Regions from separate parts of the Sus scrofa genome. Here region 2 is linked to region 1. Evidence: chromatin contacts called from public HiChIP or PLAC-seq data. All regions are on one chromosome and are shown on one strand. The core of a region is the stretch at or near the end of the contact, and the rest is flanking DNA. Distances in the headings are between cores, read along the strand shown. Region 1 has its middle 73 kb from the start of ARHGAP29. Region 2 overlaps LOC102161380 (a long non-coding RNA gene).

Evidence for each region. HiChIP or PLAC-seq counts read pairs in DNA pulled down with a chosen protein or histone mark.
Region 2: an H3K27ac HiChIP or PLAC-seq map of skeletal muscle shows a contact between it and region 1. The contact joins two enhancer-like sites. A contact is called at or near these places in 1 of 5 promoter capture datasets (liver), 15 of 47 Hi-C or Micro-C datasets (alveolar macrophages, embryonic fibroblasts, fetal liver and 7 more) and 1 of 2 datasets of contacts at active chromatin or transcription factors (skeletal muscle).

The regions. Positions count from the first base shown.
Region 1 is chr4:123,005,464-123,012,456 of Sscrofa11.1, reverse strand. No RefSeq gene overlaps it. Among named protein-coding and RNA genes, the nearest start is that of ARHGAP29, 73 kb to the left of the region's middle. Within about 2 kb of position 4,521, at least 37 of the 83 cell types and tissues checked have an H3K27ac peak or open chromatin away from gene starts, as enhancers often do. A contact at or near this core is called in embryonic fibroblasts and skeletal muscle, where this site is marked.
Region 2 is chr4:123,058,727-123,065,719 of Sscrofa11.1, reverse strand. LOC102161380 (a long non-coding RNA gene) reads left to right here. Exons shown (of 4, transcript XR_303244.3): 3 at 768-851; 4 at 3,836-5,350. Among named protein-coding and RNA genes, the nearest start is that of ARHGAP29, 20 kb to the left of the region's middle. Within about 2 kb of position 3,054, at least 15 of the 83 cell types and tissues checked have an H3K27ac peak or open chromatin away from gene starts, as enhancers often do. A contact at or near this core is called in embryonic fibroblasts and skeletal muscle, where this site is marked.

The sequences.
Region 1 (6,993 bases), core at 3,272-5,771:
AAAGGCAACACCCCCCGGTTTTCTGCCCTGACTTCCCCACTCCGGACCTGCGCCAACCTTAGGTTCGCCTCTGCCAAACCCTCCTCCCCTGAGAGCCCATTCATCACACGAGGTTTCCTCCCCCGTTAATGCCCAGACTCATCCTCTGCTTTCCGTCTTCTCTGCAGATGCTTTGTTCTCTGCCCTTCCCTTCCCGGGTCGGGGAGAGTACACTTGCTTCCTGACTGGGGTCTCTGCCTTTACAGTTACCCTCTCCTGGAAGGGGATTCATCATTGAGCTAAGAGATCCGACGCCCCAGAGTGCTTTGCTTGCATAGACGAACCCCTTTCTAGGGCTTCTACCTAATTTTGTACTGGTGACTTCATGCTCCCTTTCTTAAAGCAGATTCCCTAAACCATATAAGCTTCAGGTCTCTCAAAACAGCATCTTCCCCGCCCCTGTTCATTTTGCACTCAGGTGCCAGGTTAACCCTTTTTCTGGTGAAGAGACTTTATTTTTCAGAGCACTTAGGTTCACAGAAAAATTGAGCGGCAAGTACGGCGAGCTCCTTACTTGGCATCCAAGAGTCTCTGTACTCAGCCCCAATTTTACTCTTCACACAGGTTCCCCATGGTCCCTCCCACACACTCCCCGCAGCGGGGACTCTGAGCTGGCCGTCCCCAGCGTCAGCTCCGCGTGGTGCACAGCCCCTCTGCACAGAGGATGGGCGGATTCAATTCAACAAAGAATAGGATGTCCCTGTGCCTCCAGTCTGACCATCAGAATCCCGCCGGCTTACCCCACGCGGGCAATGAACGCCTCCCGTCCTCCCGCTGCCCCCAGCAGCAGCAGCAGCAGCAGTTTCTAGTTCAGGAGATTTAACAGACCAGTAAGACTTTTCAAAATAATAGCAAAGCCCAATACAGGACTGTCCATTTTTCACGCTGCCAAAATAAAGACTCAAAACAAAATGCCACTGTCATAATTCTCTTATAAAAGACATTCGAACACTCCAGAAGCACAACAGGCATAATCTCTGATAACGGTCAGTTCTTTGAAGGTGGTACTTCGAAGTCACTGCATTACTGTGTGACTGAGGCAGAGGAAACAACTGGCCTGGCCTCTGCACCAGTTTAGCTCTTACTCACAAGCTGCCTGGGGGCGCCGTTGGCATCAGTGACTCTATTTAACTTCTTGTGCACCTATGTCATTTCCTCAACTAGAAGATGTGCTTTATAAGGAACGTGCATACGAACTGCTCCCTTAATTCCCCAGCAAGGCCATTCACATAGAAGATGGTCTATAAATACTTGTTGAATGAGTGAATCAGCCCCGAGGAGGCTGCCTGAGCCTGTGTAACTAATACACAGCTCTTAATGGCGTATGAGTGCCCCTTCCCGAGGCCATCTCTTTCAACAGACTGCCTTAAAAAGAGTTAACTGGGACAAATTGCTTTGCTTTTGAGTGAAACCTGAACATTAAAAAAAAATCTGATAGGAAAAATAAACAGTTTCTTCCTCAAGGCAGTAGCAAAGCCCCAGCAAAGAGAAGCAAGGCACAAACACAACTTTCTGACCTGTCGTTGGGCGATCCCAGGTATTTGGGGCTTTGTTGGTAGGCACGCACACAGAGTGCACTCCCAGCTTGACCTGACCCGACAGGGCTTCCTTCTGTGCCTCTCGCCAGGGAGCCTGAAGCCTCCGTAACGCCCATGTTGTCTCTTTCTCTACCCGGGTGATTTTAAAAGGACAGAAGCTCCACATCTTCCTGGCCAAGCCTGGTTTTGGGGTTCATGTGGCCCAATGCAGAAAAGTGTCTTTCTGATTTAAAATATCCTTTTCACTCAGCATCTGGAGCTATTTAATGGGATAAGGTCACATTCATGCTTAAAACATTCACTGCCTTTCAATTTAATTCCATTCAACAGCTGTTGACTGAGTACCTGCCGAGGGCTGTTGTGAATGCTGAGAATATGTCAGTAAACGAAGCAGATAAAGATTCCTACTTTCTTCCTCTTCCTGCCTTACAGGAGAGGGTAAGGGGAGGCAAACAAGAAACCTAATACGTAAATAAGTAATGTATTATACTATATTAGAAGGGGCTGTTACAATTTAGGTGAGATGGTCAGGGCAGATCTAACTGAGAAAGTGGCTGGAGCAAAGGCTTGAAGCAGGTGAAGGGCATGGGCCAGAGGCTACCAGGGGGAAGAAGAAGTGTTGTCCCACAGTGTGGCCTCCTCAGGTACCCTCTCACCTCCTCTCACGCACCCTGGCCCTCCCTCTCTGCTCTCCAGCCACCCCGCCACCCCTTTCCTACCGCAGGGCTTCGCACATGCTATTCCATCAGCTCAGCCTCCTCCCTTCCCATCCTGGCTCCTGGGCCAGCTCCTTATCCTCCAGGTCGCATCTCAATGCCACCTCCTCAGGTAGGCTTTCTCGGTCCTCCAACCCATTGTAATTTAGGTGCCCTCTCATAATTCTTCTTACAGCTTTGTCTTCTGATGCTCACTATTGCCTGAATACATGAACAAACATAGCGGCTAAAGGGGCTGAGCTCATTGAGGACAGGGCCTCTGACTCCTTCGCTTATGCTCAGTGCCAGGCACACTGTTGAATGCATTTGACAGACTTTATCTGCATCAATAAGCATCTTTACTAAGCGTGAATACAAGGATCAAGTTACGGCTTGCTCAAATGTAAGCATCGTCTTAATAACATAAACAATATGAAAAAGGGGGTGTGAAGCATTAAATTGTGTTGTGGAGAATGAAGTTTCCCCCTGCTTCACTCTTTCAGCAGAGCAGCCTTCCCTCTAGATGAAGGAGGCCTCCAGATGGAACCTGCCAGGACCGTTTTCCATCCCGGGAAGGGCCGGATGGGATCCTGCTCGCTTCTTGGGAGTTCCGGTTTTCTCAGTAAGAGCATCCTACCCGACAGAGAGTTTTTGATTCTTCCTCGTCTTTGAGTCTGAGATCAACGTGCCCTTCAGTTTCCTCTGTGCCTCAGTCGAATTAATTTAAAAGAGCTGTCCTATCTCCAAGTCTTAATTATAGGGGCAATTAAAACATTTAAAAATGTTCTCCCATAATCATTCATACTTTTGGATGTATCTCCAAGGGTGTTTTCTTGTGGATGTTTGCTCCGGAAATGCCATAAGAATGATGACGGTATCTGTTGAATCCCTGCCTCGTTTTGAAATACATTTGAGGTGACTTATATAAACCTTGCAAAAGAGATAAATCAGTGCAAAGAGAAAAAGCTAGTAAAGTGAAGCAAGAAATAAAGCCACTGCACAGAAATTCCAACCACAGGGATTCAAGCAGTTACTGTAGAGGGTCACAGATTCGGCTCTGAGCAATGAAGAAGCCGAACCGGTCAAGGATTCGAGAAGATGTTTTGTAAGATGGAGCTTGGACTGGAGCCCCGAAGTTCCCCCGTGCATCTTTGAAAGGGACACTGATGTCATAAATAACGTTTACAGGGAGTGTCTAATAACTCTTTCTTACGGTGTCGCTCGAGGAGCCTTCACTTAGGGCCTAACAGCAAAGTTCAAGATCGTACTTGAACTGAGGGAACAGAGTAATGTCGCCCAAATATGAAGTTCTTTATCTGATTTGATCCAAAGAGAAAATTTTAAATATCTAGGAAAAAAAAAAAGAGTGCTTCCTCCCATCTGTATAATTTTCTCCAATGAAACGTCAGTAAGAATCAAGCGTCAGGGAAGTCAAGGATAAATTGTTTGGCAGAGACCTAACATGTATAATCTCTGTATTTCATTTTTTCTTTTTTTAGGGCTGCACCTGCGACATATAGAGGTTCCCAGGCTAGGGGTCCAGTCAGAGCTACAGCTGCCGGCCTACACCACAGCCACAGCTACGGCAACGGGAGCTGAGCCTTGTCTGCCGCCTACACCACAGCTTATGGGCAACACTGGATCCTTAACCCTTTGAGCGAGGCCAGGGATCAAACCTGCATCCTCACAGATACTAGCCAGGCTCAGTACCACAGAGCCACAATGGGAACTCCTAAACTCTGTATTTCTGGTAAGATGCAAGTGTGTAACCAGGAGTGTGGTGAATGCTTATGAAAAGGCAGATCCCTAACCAGGCCAGGTGCCTGCATCGACCTACCTCTGTCAAGAGGCCAGCTAAGGCGCACCCCTGGGCGCGAGCCAGGTCTCCTTCAGAAAACAGCTCACGTTTGCTCTGACACGAAAGCAAAAGCACAGCCGGAGCCCCGTGGGACATGACCACCAAGTGACATAAATAACAACCCTCCCACAACTCGATCATATGTTCCACAGTTTAGTTTTCTATAACCCTGTTTTGCTTTATTCGTCCTCTGCCTCTCCACCCATTACAGCAGAGAGTGGAGAAGCGACTGTTAAAAACAAAATCAACCTGCAGAGAAAAAGTCATTTTGGATGAATGACTGCGGCCTGAGGCTGCTGGCTTAGTGTTTAATTTGGCTCCTTCTCCATCCAGTCCTGGGCAGGAGATGGGTCACCCCATATAGCTTCCGCCACCAGCAGGATGATTTTGTTTTTTAGAAAATATGTTCCCTCGGTAAGCTGTCCAAGTGAGTTGTGCTTAAGGTATGCGTTATTCAGAGGGAGAAAATATTTCCAGCACGGCTTGAAGTCTTTATTCCTGACAACGCACTAAGAATTCAACACAGTAATCTTATTGTTTTAGCTGTTGCTTTTACCATTACTCATGCAACACGACTGGGAAAAAAACTAGTGATGACTTTCCCCTCCTCCCCATGTTTTGTGTGTGTGCATTTTTTTTTTTTTTAAACTTTTGGTTTGGGATGAATGCACCTAACAACCCACCATCTGGTGTCCAAATATTTTTACAGACATGAGTCCAAATACCACAGAATCGTGGCCACAGCTCAGGCTATGTGGGTCTTTTTCTCAGGCAGACAGACTTTTTATTAAATGTGATTATACTTGAACCAGGAGAATCTCAGCCAGCAGATTCAGCCTTGAGATGAGAACTCACTATGTTGCCCAATATTTAAAAAAAAAAAAAAGGCAGATGGGAGAACTCCCCCTGGAGCAAATTTCGATTTTAAAAAATGAACTTTTATTTTTGTTATCATCGTCAGCAGTAGACAAATGGAATCAAAGTGACAATGCCTGCTGCATTCCTGCCCTCACCGTCACTGGGGGAAGAAGATAAGGTGCAGCCTGCTCTGTGGGAATCAAGTTTCAGTCGTCAGGTGTAATCAGAACCGTGGTCTTAAAACAAAGGCCTACACTCCGCCTCCTCCCTCAGTCAGTCCGAGGACTGATCACTCCCCTCCCGCCCCAGCCCCAACCCTGGGCACCCCGAGGAGAAAGAAGGATCAGATCTGCAAGAGCAAAAACACCCAAACCGGACAGCAGTGCCTGTACCCCATCTGTATGCCCAGGATCAGTGACCCCCCCATGTGCTGCTGGGCGCCCCACTGCTCCGATGGAATCCTGGCAGGAGGCTTTTAGAAAACAGGGCTTGTAGTTTTCCAAAATTAAGATTTCCCTCTTAACCCTCTGCAAAGAAACTTGGTTACTGGGTCTGTGCAGCGCGATGGAGTTCCTAGAACACCACCACGTCATGATGGGGGAAAGGATTCTTTTTTCCCCGAAAGAAAAGAGAGGGTGCATTTGCTCAAAAGGCCACCCAGAGTTTTCGAGCCCAGAGAAAATTAATCTGGTCAGGGACTGCGCCCCATCATTAAAATCTGTTATTGCTGGATTGCCTCACAAAACTAAAAATAAGGACAAACAACAACAATAACAACCACAAATGACTTAGGCTTGCTTGCAGCTTCCAGCTTTGCCAGTGAAACTAATTGGAAGGGTCATTAAACTGTCCCGGACCTCGGCCTGTCCCCGGTGTGTTTGGGGTAAGCCTGTCCCAGAAGGGCTGGATCTCAGTGCAGCTGCCCTGGAGGGACAGGGAGGGGTGATGCTCCCATTTCGGCGATGGGCAAACCAAGGAACAGCCAGGCCGCGGTGCCGGGGTCCCTCAAAGTCACTGGTGAGCGGCGGCAGGTCCGAAGAAGTGGAGGAAGTGTAGACGTGGGTGATAAGGCGATAACCCAAGGAAATTAAAACCTCGTCGTGTGGGAAAAGAACAATTAGCCAGGACAGAGGAGCAGGAAGGAATACAGAATGAATTACAATCGGAGGAAACGAGCCAGCAACAAAAGAGGCCTGGCGGGGTGGGGGCCTGAGGAGGCCAGCGAGGCCTTAGGAATGCTGGCTTTCCTTCGGGTTCTGTCAGGGCCTTATTGTTTGGTTGCTGTGGCTCCTAACTTAACCCCTTTTCTACCTCGAAGTGTCAAACTTGCCGGCAGCTCTCTCTTCACGCGGTTCTTTGAGATTGCTTCATGAACACTGCAAATTCCAGATGGGAAACTCTTCATGACTATCTCAGAGAAAGGGCAACAATTGAAGCTTGGATGGGTGAGCAAAGTAGTCCCACCAGAAGCCACCGGAAACATCTAGAGCACAAGTATCAGCGAGCGTAGACGGTTTAAGACCAAGAAAAAAGTGTGTGTTCATGAGATCCCCTTTTCAAAGAAAACATGTGAAAGGGTTTGCAACTAACATCAGGATGATATCAGTGTTTAAAACTAATGGGATGGAAGATTCTTTAACTAGTGGGAGGCGGTGGGGAGAAAGTACAATTGTTTTATGACAATAAGAATTTGCTTATTCTTTAAATTGGTATGTTTGCCACACATGATTATTGCCCCCCCCCAAAAAAAAGACCATGGGCCCAAAATAAAACTGTTTTTTGCGTCATTTCTAAAAGTTGATTGGCAGAAAGCTAAGAGAAAGGGCGACCCCAGTCAACCAAGATGTTAAAATCCTGGGAGAAAGGCACATAGGGATGAACGCAGCAGCTGGAGTTCTTGAGACGAGGGCAGGGAGTTGGTTAGGAAGAAGACGCGGATGCTAAATAGAATTAGAAGAACCAGCTACTATTACAAAGGGTTGATTGAGGGGGCAGAGTGGACAAT
Region 2 (6,993 bases), core at 1,805-4,304, 55 kb before region 1:
GTTTCTGCCCAGAGTGGAAGGATGCCCTGGCGTCTTCATTTGTATCCAGTAGAGAAAGGCTTGAGAGTGGCAATTTTAAGGATACTGCTTCTTAAAATAGTAAGTCAGTCTAGTTGCCAGTAGTATTGGTGGCTAGCTAATAATAGTAATTCCATCACTGTGCGTGGTTATTCATAAGAGCTTGATAAGCATTCATTTACTTTTCTATTATTTTTGGTTCTTTAGCATTTCATAGTATACAAAACAACATTATCTCAATTTATCTTCAAAAATGCCTGTGAAAAATGAATTATTGTCATCATTCTCATTCAGATTTCTGATAAGAAAGCTGTATCTTAATGAGAGTAAGCTATTTACCCAAAATTCAACAGAGATTGAACTCAAGCGAGGTCACCTGTCTCAAGTAGGACTCTTTCCAATACACCCACCAGCTCTAAATAGTCCTATCCCACACTCATTTTCAAATAATCCACTTTGATCAACAAGCAGCATTTTCTGTATTCATCAAGTATTCTAGGTAATAAAAGACTTCAATATTTATTCCAAAAAAATTTTTAATCAAAGTATAGTTGATCTACGATGTTGTGCCAGTTTCTTCTACACAGTAGGATCTCGTTGCTTTTCCATTCTAAATGTAATAGTTTGCATCTACTAACCTCAAACTCCTCATCCATCCCACTCCCTCCCCCTCCCCCTTGGCAACCACAAGTCTCTCCTCTATGTCCATGAGTCTGCTTCTGTAAAACACTTCAATATTTATTATACAGGTTATACCTCTCCCACAAATGCTGTATGAATAAACATTTTGCCAATGCAAATGGGCAGAAGAGGAAACTGGCCTCAAAATCTCAGTAAGTTACTTCTTCCACCACTGGCCTTGCTTCAGAATTCCTAAAGAATGAGTATTTTTTAAAAAAGAATTTTTAGAAGATACTTTTCCTTACATGAATAAAGAGTTCCAACTACGAACACCCAGGATAGTAGATTCGGATCCAGTACTCATCTTTAGTTATTCTATAATATACTTATTTTATAATACATATGTTTTATTGGGGGGTATTTATGTGTGTAGGGTAGGGAGGCAACAACATTATTTCTATGGAATTTGCCTTTGGATTCTTTATGCTAGACTTTCTGGCAAACTTTTAAAATACAGTCTATTCGTGCAATGGGAACTCCTTGAAAATTAAGAATCTTCAGAGAATTTGTTTAATATTCCTCTCAAATCAATCCTTGTATGATTCAGAATGCATTTCAAGAATCTTGTAATGTCTACAGATAATTATTGTGACACATGTGGCATAGCCCAATGATAAATGCTCTACAGATGCAGAGAAGGATGAATTAACAAGACACCGAATGGTGATCAAGTGTTACTGACATTACATAGGTGTCACTATGCTATTGGCAATTCTGTCAGAATCTGTGATAGCACCTGAATGAAGTCCAGTGTATGCACTGATCCATGACTCACTCACCCCACACTCGTTCCCTCTTGGAGAAGGAAGATGATAGAAGCCCAGATCAGAGGTGTACGATGCTGGTGATGGAGGACTAATTTCTAGGTGTAATATACAAAAGTGTTAAAAGAGAAGTTGAAATCTCAAAACCCTAGAGGTAGGGGCAAACTGAGAGAGTCAGACCCTGTGCGGGAGGCATTTATTCTTACTTGGCACAGATCAGTGAGGTCATGGGCAGGTGACCAACTACGTACCCTGATTTGCCTCAGGCAGATTCTGTTAATGCCTGCTGTTCAGGCATAATTATTAATAGAGTCTCTTCTCACTGTCAAAGTGTGCCCATTTGTATGATGCAATATATGGGCACCCTAGCCATTGGAAAATTTAGGTATTATAGTGCTGGTCTTTTGATTTTTCAGGCCAGAAATTTGGGGGTTAAAGGACATCTTTGGATTTTTTTTTTTTTTAATGTAGCCAGCAAATTCCAATTTTTAAAAATTTTGTCCAGGCCAAGAAAAACTCATAGGGAGCAGGATCTGGTCTAGGTGCTGCTGGTTTTCAACCTCTAGGTCAAAACTTCCAGCTGAAATGAGAGTGCTCTTTGATTTGTCTTTTTGGAGAACTTTTCTCTTTTGTAGCTGGTGACAGAGGGTCTGAGGGTGCCTCTCACATGAGAGGGCCTTCTTGCTCTAGGAAGTTCCAGCAGAAATGAGTGTGGGGCAGGAGATATGATATGAGCTTCTTAAACCAGTTCTTCTAGCCCTTAGTAATGTTTAGAGCTAGTGCTCACTTCCCATGTGCTGCATGCATTACCTAGCTGATCTCATTTACTCCCCACAACAGCTCTGTGAGGAAGATATTTCTATCTCCATGGTTCTGATGAGGAATCTAAGACTTAAGTGACTAATAAGTTTGAACAAGATCACCCAGCTAGTCAGTGGCAAAAACCAGGATCTGAAATCATGACATACTTAACTCCAAAGCCCATGCCTTTATCCTCTATCTACTGCTTCCCAAGGTGGAGAGATCAACTTTCTCTTCCCATTTTTCATTTGCCTACGTGCTTTTGGATCTCTTGTCACTATGGAAAATTATAGTCTTGACCCTGTGTCTGCAAGAAGACATTTTCTTGCCTTTATTTGGGACTCTAGGCCAGAGGTCCAGTGGTTCGGTCTAAATCTTTAGGAATGGGGACCCCATGGGAATTTAGAGCCAAAGTCCCACTTAGTCATAAGTAGTGTTCATTTACCAGGTGTCTTGTCTACTCAGAGCCTTTGCAAAGCTATAGTGATGCTAGGTAGCTGGTCAGAGATTAAAGGTTTCATAACCCCAGGCATCTCTATAACCCATATCCATTCTAGAGATACAAGTAACAAATAGACCTCATCTAACGGGGTCAAAGAAAAGCATAGGATTTTCTTTCCATTATTAACTTGACCAAAGATTGGGGGAATGTTTAACATGTTGTATTGGGTTGAATAATGTCCCTCTCCCTCCCCCCAGCAAATTCACTTCTGCCTGGAACTTGAGAATGTGACCTTATTTGGAAATAAGGTCTTTGCAGGTGTAAATAGTTTAGATGAGATCATACTAAATAGTTTGGATGAGGATCTAGTCTGCTGACTGGAATCCTTACAAGAAGAGGAAGAACAATGGAGACCTATGCAGAGGGAAGGTGGCCACATAAAGATAAGTAGAAATCAGAGCAAAGCAGCTATAAGCCAAGGACCAGCAAGGGCTTCAGACAAAAATCATGAGAAACTGGAGGAGGCTAAGAAGGCTTATCCTCTAGAGACTTCAGAGGGAGCGTAGTCCCACCAATGCCTTGATTTTAAACTTTTGCCTCCAGAACTGTGAGAGAGTAAATTTCTATTGTTTTCAGCCATCCAAGTATATAGTAATTTGTTATAGCAGCCACAGGAAGCTAATACGCTCACATAAAGAAAAAAAATTAAATACCGTAATGCCCTTTTAGGATGCAACAAAGGAATCTGTGTTGAATATTTAAATTCTGAGTTCACAAGTCAAAAGTTCAAGAGGTATTTCCTAACCCACTATTAGTTAAAGAACAAACACTCCAGGGAGGAAAAGTTCCCTCCCTATGTAATGCGAAAGCATCTGTGGAATTTCTACAGAGGCATCCAGTATGCTGATTCAATAGGGCTCCATTCTGAGCTAATCCTGACCCAGAGAAGGAATGAGAGGGAATCCCTCCACCAGTCCACCACCGCTAGTCATACTGTCCTAAGCTGGGAATCTGATATGGCTGGGGTGAGTCATTGGTACCGGAGAACACATGAGCTCTTTTCCCATTCTCCACCACATGTACCCTGTTTATCTGACAGGTGTCTGACTCCCTTTCTCTTCTTCGTCAGCTTCTAATTCTCCAAGGGCAAATCCCTGGCTTACTCTCACCTCGGGCTGGGGACAGCCGCAGATTGAGTGGACTCTCTGCATCGGGTGGAAATCTCTTATACTCTCAATTCCTGAAATACTCATTGCCTTTTCTGAGGAAAGCCAGTCACAGCTCCTGCATCCTCACCTCAGCTGATTCAGCCAAATTTGCATGCCTCATCCAAGGCCAGCCCATCCATAGGCCTGTCAGAGTCCTGTGAAGCAGTCTGGCCAGCGAGAGCTGCTCAGTGATGAAGGAGACACGCATCCACACCAAGGAGACCTTCTATGATGGAGAGTTTAAATAGGAGGCCTTTGGAGAGCCCCTGCTGTTGGTAGAATGGCCAGAAGTTGAAAAGACACACACAGAAAAACAGACATGAGGGGGCAGATGCTATCAGTGAGCAGAAGCCAAGAGATGAAAAGAAGAAAACAAGTTGGAACTTAAGTGGCAGAAACAATAAAAGCAAAGACTTTTACTTCATCATTGTAAAAACCGCAGAGCATTGGCGTCAGGCTGATGGGTGCCTGAGGACCCCAGGATAACCCAGGCTGCAATGTCGTCTAAAGCAGCTTCTAGTTTTTAAAGGACGGTCTTTGGAGCACAACTGTGCAGCTGTTGAGAGTGTTCCCTGACTTTCTTACATCCTACATCCTTATGACGCCGTCTTTTTACCCCCTCCCCCACCATTAATTGAGGCAAATGGGTCTCTAATCTTGAAATGGGAAAAAACCAGCCGCAAGACCCCCAACAGCCGCTGCCCAACTCCACCAGGTTAGAATTCTTGATGCCAGCCCGGTGATCCTGAGCATCCAGTCCCGTGTTAGACACGGATGCATGGACCACGCATTATTCTAGCTTAGCTGGTCCTTCTTACCCCCAGCTCTGCTGCTTCTCCTTTCCCAGTTCTCTTGGTGCAAAAGCTCTGACAGGCCTTATAAATCAAGGCACATGGGTTATGACAGCACTGATCCCAATTAATAATGAGGTAATAACCCCTCGCGTGTGTTTCAACAAGGTCGGGTCTCATTTGGCTTTGCAGGGTTATGCACCTGGGCCAGCTAGACCTCCATCTCAACAGACTGTAAAACTGCAGTAACGGAAGGTGGAGGTTTGTGGTGCTGTGTGTCTGGTTTATCTGCAATCCAAAATAAGAGTGCTCTAAAGATCTAACATCTTGGACACGTATAATCTTGGGGTACAATTATGAAGTGTCATGTAGGGGAGGCAGAACCCCTCAATGCAGTGAATTTCACCCCATCCCCTAATTCCCCTTGGGTGTTATACAATATGTTTGTGTTTTCTGTTCATAACAGTACAAGCTCATTTTAGAAAATTGGTGAGGATTTTTAAATAATCTATAATATCGCTGCTCAAGGTAGTGATTACGAATCCCTTAGTATCTCTTCTTTCAGCTTTTTTTTTCCTGTGTCAATGTATTTCAATATTTTCGCAAAATTGGAATTATTCTGAATATATGCCACTTTGTACTTCTGTTTGCTTGTTTGGTTGGGTTTTGCTTCTTTCCACTTAGCTTTTTATAATGTAAGCGTTTTCCCATGCCTTTTCGGATTCTTCGAAAGCATGATTTAGTGTGGCCTCTTACTAGTTCATTTTTTGAAAAGTTTTTTACTTTTGCCAGTACCTTTGAATGTTTTGTGTTGCTTCCAGTTTTCCTTGTGTACAAATAGCACAGAGGCGAGCATCCTTGTACATAAAGCCAAGTCCACCTCAATCCTTGTCTCCTTAGATTAGATCCCTAGAAGCGGAGTTTTTGGTCAAAGGGTGGGCATGTTTTGTGGATCTTTCTACGTATTGCCACACTGGTCTCCAAAAGAATATGCCCATTCATAAACCTTTGTAGTAGCACATCGGAATTAGCATCTCATTACAGCAGCCCTTGATTTCTTTCTCCCCTGTGTCAGCTTTGGTCCCACTGAGCTTTGGGAGTTCTTGCTGGCCCCTCCCTGAGTCTTTCATTGTTGGGTCTATACTAACCCTGATCTCATCTCCACTGTTTGTCACTGGTACCTGGACATCCAAAGCTACTCCCTTATGTCAAGATTGAGAAGGCTCTATTTGGGAAGAACATCAACAGCCCTTGCTATGCTAATCCGTGGAGGTCTGGAGTGGTCTGGTTTACCAGAAACAGAAGACCCAGGGGCTTCAGGGTCTTGGAGTAACGATTCTCCCTGAATGCCCCTGCCTGCCCCTCTGTGGCTCTCTTCCTCTTGCTTCACTTGGGCTTTTAAGCTCGCTCAGGGGGTCTTGCCCTTCGCCCCACCGTTAGGCTGAAACCTGCTTCCTCTGCATCCCCCTTGCCTGCCCCGTTTCCTGGGGCTGGGCCACTCTCATTCTTCTCCACCTCCTGTTGGATGATGTCCCTAGTAATTTAGCTTTCCATCTCCCGGGCCTCCATCCCACCAACCCTCCATCCCACCCCAACTCCTAGTCTCGGCCAGAGGCCACTGAGACCACTCCCTTAAGCGGCTCCTCTGTGTTAGCTGTCCCTTGGACTTTGCCACCTGTGAAATGGGGCCATATTTTCTACGCCTTCTTGGTCTCTTAATGTCAGCTTCTCCTCTGGGCTGCCCCCTCTGCCCTAGGTTCGCCCCGGACTCTGGCAAGTTCCTCTCACTTTGGCTCCGGGCTTCTTCTCTGTTTCCAGCATGCCCTGGCCCTTGCACTGTGAGTCCAGTGAGAAACTGACACTTCAAGGCCCTGCTTCGGGACATTAAGAGGGTGTGGGTGTACTAAGTGTGTATTGAAGGGCCGGGGCATTTGCCGGTTTCATTTTAACAAACCCTGTTTCGCTCCCTAGACTCATCCCCTCCCTGCTCCACTTGCGTTTGGTCCTTCCTGCCTCCCAGGTGTTTAAGGTCCCTCTCTGGCATGAGCATCTTGGCTGAGCTTCCCTCTGGCCCCTGGGCCACCATACTATATTCTGGTTTCCTACCTGGCCCTCTCCTCCAGCCTTGGCATTGCTGGCTGGTCGGCTCCCCTGTGAGCTGTATCTATAAGCTACCCTGGCAGGTCTGACCTGGCATTCTTAAGAGCCCTTCCTCCTCCCTGGCTCTGGCCCTGCTCCAGAAGCAGTGTGGATAGGACATTTTAACCCCTCAAAGTTCAGTTTTCTCC